2 separate regions of the Gasterosteus aculeatus genome follow, and region 1 is linked to region 2. A link is a contact called in public Hi-C data. All regions are on one chromosome and are shown on one strand. The core of a region is the stretch at or near the end of the contact, and the rest is flanking DNA. Distances in the headings are between cores, read along the strand shown. Region 1 overlaps cfap61 (cilia and flagella associated protein 61). Region 2 holds the start of LOC120808298 (bifunctional protein GlmU).

The links. A called contact is a pair of places that touch in the nucleus more often than the background predicts.
Region 1: a contact with region 2 is called in a Hi-C map of liver, with 2.6 times the contacts expected there. The contact joins the enhancer-like site here to the promoter of LOC120808298 in region 2. A contact is called at or near these places in 5 of 6 Hi-C or Micro-C datasets (liver, skeletal muscle, tail fin and 1 more).

Annotation. Positions count from the first base shown.
Region 1 is chr18:13,321,146-13,326,890 of fGasAcu3.hap1.1, forward strand. It overlaps cfap61 (cilia and flagella associated protein 61), which reads right to left. Exons shown (of 25, transcript XM_078093428.1): 8 at 5,522-5,659; 9 at 5,338-5,426; 10 at 4,576-4,615; 11 at 4,287-4,426; 12 at 3,951-4,077; 13 at 3,265-3,342; 14 at 2,765-2,971; 15 at 2,144-2,281; 16 at 336-463. Among protein-coding and RNA genes, the nearest start is that of cfap61, 5.9 kb to the right of the region's middle. Within about 2 kb of position 1,611, at least 1 of the 9 cell types and tissues checked has open chromatin away from gene starts, as enhancers often do.
Region 2 is chr18:13,284,563-13,290,448 of fGasAcu3.hap1.1, forward strand. LOC120808298 (bifunctional protein GlmU) reads right to left here and starts at 4,312. Exons shown (of 3, transcript XM_040161139.2): 1 at 4,186-4,312; 2 at 3,410-3,601; 3 at 1,850-3,251. The coding sequence starts at 4,188. The coding sequence ends at 3,000.

The sequences.
Region 1 (5,745 bases), core at 361-2,860, 34 kb after region 2:
AGCGCCACGGAGTTGAGGGCCCCCCCCGGTTGCCTGGCAGCTATCAACCGGGTCTGAATCTGAATCTGCGCCCCCGCTCTTCTTATTATCTGCTGAAGCAAGTTGATCTCACAGAGCGAGGAGGACAAAAAGGCAAAAGACGTCAAGTGACATTTGCACAGATTGGATTCTGAGGAGCCCTCAGGCCGCTGGAAGGTTCATCCGCTGTGGTTGGGGAGCAAGAATTGTCCATTTATTTGTCAGTGCTGCTACTAAAGGTCACAGTTTTTATGTGTACAGTAACAATAATCCTGTGTGTGTACCTGTAGCTATATGCAGATATAAAGCAGACTCACCAGAGACAAAGTACCTCGAGGAACGACAGGCCCGTGTTCGAGGCCCCGACCACCACGATCCTGGCGTTGACGGTGACCTTGGGCTCCAAGGTCAACTTCCTGCTGATGAGGCTGAGAGCAAACGGAGCCTGAGAGCATTGCAAAGAGGAGCCCGTCAGATGTACGATGAAACACACACACACACACATTGATGACCCGACAGCTTCACATGTCTCAAATGAAGGGCAGTAGATCAGGACCCAAAAAGGTTTTCATCTCCAGTTGTGTTTTGTGTCTAAAATGACTCTCTTGTTTGTGTTTCAATCCCATTTCTGCTCTTTATTTAGATGTTTAGAACATGCAGCTTCAGAAGGAAACTCAGGGATGGAACTTGTGACCCGACGCTCCTCAAAAGACTCCCACAGGATCCGGCTCCGCCTTCTAATTGCTGCATTCCTCCACCACTGAGTGGTCCTCACGCTAATGGCTCCTTCATCGTCTGTGATTGGGCAGATTGGCCCCACAAAGCACCTTGTTGGATGAAAACAGCATCGAGGAAAAGGGAGGGGGGGTGAAATTAACCTTTGTGTCATATTCCAATCATTTAGACATCTGTCGCACAGCGAGATGTCGCCAAGTTTGATTAGCAGGAGAAAAAAAGGGCCTGTATTAACAAATGTACATGTGAACGGCTCAGATTGATGAGTAACATTTTAAATAGTTGATAGTAGTAAATAGTTAAATAGTTCAAGTCATGTGACGTCTGCTCACTAAACCTAAATACTGCGTCTTCCTTTTGGCCATTAGGGACCCTGAAGGCAACGCTGACGAGCTGTGAGAGAGCAACTAGTGGCTTAAGGACGACGTGGAAATCTGCATTTGTTTTTTCCATGATTTGGAATTTGGTTCAACTGTCTTCCAGGTCTGTAGGAAACATCCACTCACAGAACCTACTAAGCTGCTCTTCTTTTGACGAGATGAAGGGACAAGGTAAACGTGCAGCAGCTCAGTTTAGGAGCAGCTGGACTGAAGATATGATGATATGATGATCATCATCTGCTACCTACGTCCATTGAAACAAAATAACCCTCCTGCAGCCGTGGGTCATGCACACGCTGCATTTGGACATTTATTGAGAATTCATATTCATTTATATGTAAACAAAACTCTGTATTTGCCATTTGCCTACATGCATTCGTCTGAATAGCGCAGGCGATAACCAGATGAACAGATCTGCATGTGGGGAGCAGGTGCAGCGCTGCGTAACGTGATCCCGTGTGGACGGAGAGGGAACAGGTGCTTTAGATCCCATCAATCGTCCCCGCGGCCCGGAGTCCTTATCTGAACGGAGATCATGACAGCTGTGTTACCGCCGTGAGTTTCATCTTATTCATCTCATCTGTAGAACTCAGAAGATTATATTTTTAAGAATTAAGTGTTTTCTCTGCTGTTTTTAGCGGAAGGTTTCTTCTTTTCCCACTTAAAGCTAATCGCTTTGTTCCGACCAACTCAACTCAAAGTCAAATTTTAGCTGAGAAAAGTCTTCACAGATATCAAATATATGTGAAGAACAAAAAATGTGTAGAAACTGTAAATAAATAGTAGTCAAATCAAAAGTAGCAAAGATAATATCTGTTGGTTTGGATGTCTGGATGTCTATTGTCTCTGTTAATGTGGAGAAGAGGCAGTTTTGAAGGAAGCTGCAGTTTCTAAGAGTGGATCACTGCGTTAAAACCCCCTCTAGTGGCCACACTGGCACCCTGCGGCCTCAGGCCCCTCCACGCTCCCTGCCCGGCGGCCCCCTGGGGCCCAGCTGCTGCCGTGCCCACCTGGTGCTCGGTGATCCGCCTGGAGGGGGCGTTGATGCCGAGCTCCTCCAGCGGGTAGAGGATCTGGCGTCGCGGGCGGACGGGGACCGCGTAGTCCAGCACCACATCCAGGTGGTGGATGCAGGAATTCTGAGTGCGCTGGGGAGAAAAGGGGGCGCGGTTAGGCTCCCTCGACGGCGTCAGTGTGGAGGGGGGGGGACTGGAAGGGGCCAAGTGATAATGAGCTCAGGTGAACAGGCTACATGACGCAAGCTTCACACCACCAACATGAGCTGAGCAGAAAACAACCTCCAGTCCTCCAAGTGTCTCGGCCGCGCGTCAGTCCGCACGCCATCATGTGCAGACCTGGGCTGGTTGGTGGGAAGCTAATTAGCAGAAGGAAGTGGGGGCTTCTGTCTTGTAATGTGTGTGGAGAGGTGGAGCTGGCGGCGCCGTCGGCACCTGCTGCCCCCCGACCCGGGGGGACGGCAGCATGCCGAGGGGCCGCAGTCTGCAAGCAGCGACCCTCCTTGTTCCACATGTTCCATGTTACATCAATAAATGAACGTCACACCAACAGATCACAAAGTGTTTCAAGCTCCAGAGGCTGGAGGGGCCGAGGGCCCGGTGTGAGAAACCCACCTCCTGGCCCTGGATGGAGGGGTACATTCTGTGGAACAGGCAGGACCTGCCAGCCAGCCGGAGCACCTCCTTGAACAAGTGTCTTCCCAAGTGCTGGAAGGAGCTCTTGAGGACCAAGTGGCGTATCTGAGCGAGCTCCTCGCGACGGTGATGGCTGAAGTAGATGAAGTTTTCGATGTTGTAGTGGGCGCAGATGTACTCGGCATCCTGACAATGACAAGAGGACCAACATTTGTATTTGATACTTTGCTTTAGTTCAATACAGACGTAACGATCAGAAACGGATTATAATTATATCAGAATATCTCGATTGTATCACACCAAATATTTAGCTGTGATTGAAGCAGTTATAGAAAAGTACGAGGAATCGACAGCAGACTTTTCTGTTTTTCAACCCTTGTTGAATAAAAAGTACCTTTATTTTGTATTTTCTATTCTATTCAAGGTCTGAAAGTCTACAGAGGTTCCTCTGGGGACAACGACCTGCATGGTGCACCTACCTGTTCGTCTCTGAGGATCAGTGTCCCCACCAGCTGACCGCCATGCTGGGCCACGAAGGCCTGCAGCGCCGCGCCGCCCTGTGTGACGACAAAGCCCAGCATGCACTTTGTCATGAATACTCATGATGTCATTATGGGGGGGTGGGGCAGCGGCGGTGACAGCTGGAGTGTCACTCGGAGAGGAGAATGGCTGTTGGCTTATTCTGAGACGATCACGCTCGAGGTCCGAAAAAAAAATGAGGTCATTTGAAAAAGTTAAAGGTTAGAATTTCAACCCTGATGTCGTCGCCTTTTACATGTTTTGGGTTTCCAAACGGGTTTAACCGGACAGCTGGTTTAATATTGATAAGAACATTTGATTTGCATATTTGTTGTGTGAAGTAAAAAAACATTATACAAACATTATAAAAAAGCGAATAAATAGATACAGATTTGGTTGTTTTATTAATGCCAACCAATAGTTAAAGGCCTGAGTGGGTCTGATTCTTTAGAATACTTAGCTTAGCTTAGCTTAGCTCTTTAGTAGCTGGACATTTTCAAGTGGATCAAACTGAATGTGTAAAAGTAGAGGGAACAAAAATAGTTTTAGGAAATGATATGTAATAATGTTTCTATGTTTGGTATTCATTAATAAATGGTGTTTGATGGTTGAGCTGAACAGTTGGGGGGCTGAAGATGAACCTCACCGGGTCTCTGCGGCTCTCGTAGAAGCGGTCCAGGTCCTGCAGCAGGGCCTCGCTGAGCCTCAGATCCTTCACCAGATCACACAGAGCCGGTCGGTCTGCAGCCACGGCCGGTCTCACCTCCACGCCGCTGAAAGAGCAACCACAGCGGGGGCCCCAACCGGGACCCCCAACCGAGTGCATCGTCAGCCTCAGATGTTTCTACTGCGTTGGGTATCTGGTCCAAATCTAATGCGTGATCACCACCACGACCATAAAATCTCCATCTGTGTTTGACTTTAATCCCACTACAGGAACTACACTCGGAGTTGTAGACTTCGTCTTGTGCGGTGAACCCACCTGTGCCCGGCGCGGGGGAGGACGTAGAGTTCCTGGGGGGGCCAGCTGGAGGCGCGAGATGTCCGTCTGAGGAAGCTCTGCAGCAGCAGCGGGAGTTTGGGGCACGCCATCGGTACGGAGACGATGCAGAAGTCCAGGTCCTGAGGATCGGACAGCGGGACAACGCAAGCAGACACGCATGAAGGATCTTAAACTTCATGAACATGAAAACCTTTAGACCTTGTTTACACTTACAATGATTTACTGTTGTCTGTTTGTGGAGCTCATTAAACACAAAGACGATACTCACTGGGTAAAGGTTGAATATATATGAAATGAAGTCCGCTGATCTGGAAGAAGAAGAGAGTGTTAAGTGACGCCAGACTTCAGAATCAAGGCCAGGCCCACCGGTTGACCCCCCCCCTCACGCCCCTCACACCCCTCAGCCTTCGGCTCTGACACGCTGTCACTTTAAGCGCGACTCTCATTAATAATGTGCTCACTCTCGGCAGGAAGCAACTCGCCTCCATATTTAGTAACAGCTGGGAGGTGAGAGGAGCTCAGCGGGAGCCAACCAGTACCCCCCCCCCCTCCGCCCCCCACTCTAATGCAGCACATGACTGATGGACGCCTGGACCGATGCCACCAGCAGCCCCCCTTCTTCACCACATGTAGATATGCATCTATGTGTGTGTAGTATTTCTGCAAATCAAATGAATGGCATTCTGTAAAAGCATTTTTATACCTTCACCTTTTTTAATGTGAAAGTACTTTCACTGCGTACCGTCCTCAGGATTCACGCCATCTCCCACGTTAAGAAGACTTGGTTCCAAGTGGATTTTAGTTTAAATTGTTTGCCTTCATATGTATACAGTATACATAGATATATATTTACATTACTGCAGTGACGGAAGTATTTTCGCTAGCAAATTAAATTATTGTTATTAAATTCTAAGACCAAAAACAACAACCTGGTAGTTCCTCTCAGACTTGTTGAGAAATCTAAAAACACACACCTTCATCCTTTCCTTGAGAAAAGACCGAATAAATCAATACATCACTCTGACTTCACCTGGTGACATAATTCTTGTCAATAATGAAGTCCTGAATGCAGACGGCGTTGAGAGTCTTTGCGGAGCGTTCAGCCGACTGTGTTTCCTCCTGAAGGGACGGAGGAGAAGATCTCGTCTTTACCACAAGTCACTGACGTTGTATCATGTCATGAAGAAACGCTGAGTGACTCCACGGAGACGCACCGGCCGGGCGTCGCGCCGAGCGCCGACTTCCTCACGTCTGTAGAAACCACCGAAGTCATCACACTCAAAGTCTGCGTTCAGACGAGTCATATCGACCTGAGCGGAGATCCTCATGAGGCCGACGACGAGTCCGCCGCTCTGTGGAGAGCGCGCACACACACACACACACACACCTTCACTCGGACTGCGGACTGATAAACAACAGAAGGCCTCACACCTCTGAG
Region 2 (5,886 bases), core at 3,062-5,561:
GGAAAATCAAACGCGCCCACAGCGACCCCAGCAACCACAGGCGGTACTGCAGCAGTCAAGTCTCAAGTACATAGTCAAAGAAATTAAGTAATTATATGATTTACTTTTAAGTGTATGTACTACTACTATATTGTATAAAAACACTTGTATTTAAAGTAAAAGTATTTGTGCTACTTTATTAAAATTATGCTTGTATAATTAGGAAAAGTATGGAGATGTTCATGGCCTACAGTCAGCAATTATTTAATATATAAAAACATGTAAAAAAAATGAAACACAATAAGAAAATATTGTTTCGAAGAACGCAGATTGGTTGTCTTGGTTTAGAAAAATACTACATCGATAATTAAATAGAATATATTGATACTATTTATTTTTGGATGTTACGTTATGTTCCTTTAATGGGGGAAGCAGAGGCCCTGCAGCATCACATTTAAGGTGAATTACTTTCCATAGCGAGGAGGGAGGGATGGGGGAACTGCAGCGTTTTTACTGCAAAGAGCTGCTGATGGAAAACACTTGTCCCCATCCGACGAGGCCATTTCAATATTTACACCAGGGCGGCCGGTAGAGAGGAGGGAGAGTGGAGGACATCACACAAACATCTCTCTCTCTCTCTCTCTGTCACCCCTCCTCCTCTCTCTCTCTGCAGAGGATGCATGCTCTGAATTCATATAGATATAGATAGATATTTATACATATTTGACTATGTTCAGTTTGAGAAGTGAGAGGAGCAAAGAGCTGATGGAAACCAAAGCAAACCCTCTTTAATTCCTTGATTTGGTCCCCTGCGACACTCGGGGGACCTGAAGAGGCAGAGCGCCCCCCGCTGGTGGAGTTACACCAGTAAGACCTGAAGCTCCAGCAGCTCCCTAAACATCCCAAATGTTCGAACAGGAAGTTGTGTCCATAAATCCAGAGACTTCAAACAGCAGAAAACGTTTCAAACGTTTCTTTGTGAGCAATCAATGTCTCTGATCATCATTTAGAGATATAATACTTACACGTATAGTTCATCTAATAGATATCTGTTTTCACACGAAGCAGACAAAGACTTGTTTCTTGTTCTTCTGAGTTTGTATCCTTATGGTTGAAATGCACTTATTGCAAGTCGCTTTGGATAAAAGCGTCAGCTAAATGACATGTAATGTAATGTACAAAAGAATTCTCCCTCTCATACTTTCATTTCTAATTTCTCTCTATACAAAGGTGTCTGAGATGAACTCATGACTTTATTTTTACCTTCATGTTTCATTTACAAATGTTATACTTACAAAGTGTCTTATTAATATGGTGATATTAAGAGAGAAGCCCTCTGGACGCTTGTTGATAACTAACATTAAAACTAATTTCTGAAATGTCATGTAAAAATATGCAAATGTAGGTCTCATTTAGAGGCAATTTTTGGAAACATCCGGGGAAATCTATGAAGGTAAAAAGAGGAAGAAGGAAATTGAACGGGCAGGTGTAACCGGATCAGTGACTCTCTGATTGGAACCGGCGATGGTGTAAAAAAACACTCAGAGGTAAAGCGCTTTAATTGAGCTAAATCTGTCTCAATGAAGGCACACTTGAAAAAGCGAGAGGCAGCAACAAGGGGTCCTTACCTGCACATTAGGGGGGGGGGCATTTTAATATCCCCCCTCCCCCCGTTAGCATCTCGCTGCAGTGGGACTCAATCATGCTGATGAAAGTTCACAAGGGAGCCGAGTCTGTGTGATCTATAAATAAATCTGTTTATGTCCGTTGTCATAGTAAATTTAAGTGTACATTTTGAGGTACTTGTACTTACACTCATACTAATATATGACTCAACATCTCAGAGGGAAGTACTGGATTACAACTAGTTGATCATTTCATCTACTTTTTATTGTTACTCTACTATTTGCATTGAAGCGCCATCATTTTGAATCAAGTAGCAGAGACGGACAAGATGAGATAAGATAACGTCCTGTGTCCAAGAACTACACAATCTTTGAATACCTGGAAGTTTTTTTTAAATATTTTTCTCAGAAGCCAGACCGACGTTCTGAAAAATGATCTTCTCTCCTGAATATCTTGAATATATGAATATCTGACTTGTTTAGAGGGACACAATCTTATGTGAATAAAAGCTGCACGTGCACATACACAGTAATACATTACTATGAAGACAATCTCCAGGAACACAGATTAAACAGATTAGATATAATAATAATATATAAAAGTACCATCTAGTGGTTAAAGAGAGAGAGCTCCAACCTCGTGGTGCTCTCAGGCCTTCTGGTCTCATGCTGCCCCCCAGTGGTGATGCGCAGCCCCTGACCCCCCTTTGGAGTCATAGAGCATAAAACCACAGCAAACTGGTTTCTGTTCACTGGTTTTCTGGATCTTCTGTTCAGATCACTGAGCTGCTGTGTAAACTAATCCTGGGGTGGGGGGGGTCTCGCGCTTTGTGTTGTTAAATAAAAAGAGAGTGAGGCTTTTACTTTGTGCACCACTGATATGAATGTAAACACAGCTCAAAACACATTCTGCAACTAATTCAACAATATCCGACGGGTCCACAGGAAGATGTGATGGAAAAGAGTTTCTGGAAAGCATAAAAAACTTTCATATTCAATTTCATATTTCAATAAACTCACGTGTGCAAAACTACTCCTCTTGGATAAAACCGAAGGACACTTGGAACGCTCTTATATGGAAAAATCAGAGCAGATAAAATCAGCTGAGGTTTTATTTTCCTTATGAATTTTGCTTCTGTTTGGAAACTTAAAAAACCCTCAGTTGTTCCAATTTTCAGCTTTGGTCTTATACTAATGCTAAAGCTAAGTAGCTGATGTCATAATGGTGGACAAAAGCAACTCCAGTTGCACAAGAAAATGTAATCAATTACTTTCCACGCGAGGGTTTGACAGCTGTAGTTACTTTGCAGGTAGATCAATCAATTAGGAAGTTACGCACGTATTTGGTAGACCTTCAGAGGGCCCCCGACCCCCATGTTGGGAACCTCTGTTCGTTTATCTTCGTTCTTGTCGCGGCTGAACCACCAGCTCAGGGAAGCCGGTCTGCACGTCCGTCTCTCTGGTGAACAGCAGGTGTGACGCCTCGCCGACCACCACCTCGGCCGTGGTGAACACCTCCAGGTCGCCCAGCGCGTGACCCCCGACCGTGCGCCCCTCCCCGTCCGCCAGGCAGACGTGGAGGTGAGCGTCCCGGTTCAGAGTGCCGACCAGGGAGACGATCTCGAAACATCCGCTGAGGTGGAGCACCTGAGTGGAAGACATTAAATACACATATATGTTTATGAACCATATCTTACTTTTCTTCTCTTCTTTGTTCAAATGTTCAATGATTTACAGTAAGACAAAGAAAAATGTAAAATAAATTGTGTGTATAAATAGTTCAACACATATAACTTTCTCGGTACCTCGTTGGTGTTGGTTGCCGTGGCGTTGGCCAGCCGGAGCGTTGCCTTGGTAACGCTGCCCACGCAGGTGATGATGAAGGGCGCTCGGAGTTGCCGCTCGTCCACGAAGGCCTGCAGAGACCCCAACAGCTCCTGACCCGGACCGACCCGGATCACGTGGACCTGCAGGGCCGAGCCGCCTGCTGCTGCACTCTGGGAGAAGAAATACTTGTTTGTTTCTGCACTTTAGTTTATATATATAAATATATGTATATGGAGTCATATGTAGTGTATTTTATTATTTACCACTAATATCAATTTTATAGAATATGATGCATCGCTGCAGATTTACAACACAATATAAAAGAGTTATTCTACAAGTTAGCAGAAACGTAAAAACAACAGTAAAACATCAGTACTTTTACTTTAAGTACATGAAGGTCAAACATAACAGGATCACTATTAAACCTCTGACTTTACATTTATTAAGTTGAAGATTCAACGTGTAAAATCCAGTTTTACACACAAATCTGGTTGAAACTGTTATAAATTGACAAAAAGAAAAAGGATTGAACTTAAAAACTAAGAATGGAGGTGATAAAAGAGTCTTTATTCGTTTATAAAGATGTATTTCAGAAATGGCCTCTAGTGGTAAATGAACAAAGGGGCTCAAATGCTCACAAACCCCTGAGAGCTCTTTACTTTTGTTTCAGCTTCTTCGCCTCTCAAAGCGCGAAGCTCCTCATTTAGTCTTTTTGAAATGAATTTGCCCTGAAATGTCACAAAGTGAAACTCACCATTCTGCTCGAGTCGGAGGCTCCTGAGGGACTAAAGTCTGAGCCCGACCCCCCAGTTAAACATTTACACACATGCGGCGATAAGACGGCCGGGGGGGGAGTTGAGCATGCGCAGGAGGAGGTGTCATGTTTCTGGTCTTTTACTGCCACCGGCTGGTTCTTCTATCCTTTTATATCTGAGAAGCAGCGTGTTACTAAATAAATAAATAACATTATGTTCCATGAAGAACGTCTCTGGTTCTGCCTCTAGATGGCGCTGCGCTTTAACAAACGGATCCTCTTAAAGAGAGACACCTGTAGGCTTCAGTTCCCACTGGGACAAAAACACTTTTATGTTTAATGCTCCTTCTGACTGAATCATTCACCTGCAGCTTATGGTCTTCGATATGATGTGATCTCCTATTTTCAGACCAATTGTTCATGTTTTAAGGGACATTAATGAACATTTAACAGGTGTAAATCCCATCTTGTTGTGTGTTGTCTGTTTGTTAATCTGTTGCCACGTTAACATGCAGCTTTAATTGGTTTACGTGTATAAGATCAGAGTCACTCATCACGTTGGTGATGATGAAGACGACCAATGAAATGAGCTTTAACAGCTTGTTGTCATCATTCGTGATCGACTGAGATTTACCTTCAGCCCCCAAACACGAGCAGCCCGAAGCTCAGGAGCCGTCCCAGAGAGGGGTCGCTGGTGAGAGGTCAGAGGTCACCTCAGGACTGAAGAGATTTCCAGCGTTGTGTATTTTCCTCTCAACCTGCTGGTGCATTTAGTCGGTATTTACCCCCCCCCCCCCCCTCCCCTCTGTGGTGAGGAGCGGGGTTTAAATGAGAAGGTGTGTCGGGGCTCCTGGGAGCCAAACGAGTCGTGCCCCCCCCCCCCCCCCCCCCTGCGGAGGCCCGGTGATCAGGTGACGGCATCCATGACAACGGGCTGAAGCTCTCAGCAACAGGAACCTCCATGTTCTTCTTCTGCTGTCTTTCAATGAGTAGAATGCACGACATGGACACACACAGTGTCACAGCTGGTCATAAGCTCATCAGTAGGCCTAGTTTAGCATTGAGCAGAACGAGCTTATGTTTGTACGTCCACAAGCTCACAAATGCCTCACTGAAAAAAGATGGAGGCTGTGTGTATTTTTGTGTTGAAGTATTTACACTTTCACATCCTCTCTGCTCTGTTTACCACTGGTGATGTGTTCAAGAGCCGTTGGAAGGAGGAGCGTCTCCACAGGCTGATCTTTTCCGTCTTCTTGCCCTTGACCTCTCCACTCTCACCTCCAGGACCCAGTGACATCACTGGTGGGTGTGGTCAAAGTCGCAAAGGAAACACATCCAGTTCAGAAAACCACTGACCGGACCATTTTAAATGTGGGAGGGTCTCCTGCCTCAGTCTGTCAGGACGCTGTGACGGACGTGTGATGGTGGGACTGGTTTACCACATCTGTACTGGTTTACTACAGCTGTACTGGTTTACTGGTTTGTGTGTACTGGTGCGACATGAACTGGTCTCAAAGAACTTTGAAACAGAAATAAAAGTAAACATCACAGCTGATGTTTTTCACTTTATTTAATGAGATTTGTAGATTTTAAATTGTGTTGCTATTTATTTAACTGCTGTCATTAATCCACATTCTCACAATCGACCTGCTCAACAACACAATTTCCCACAAATTTTAGAAAAATTCTGAAGTGTTGTCT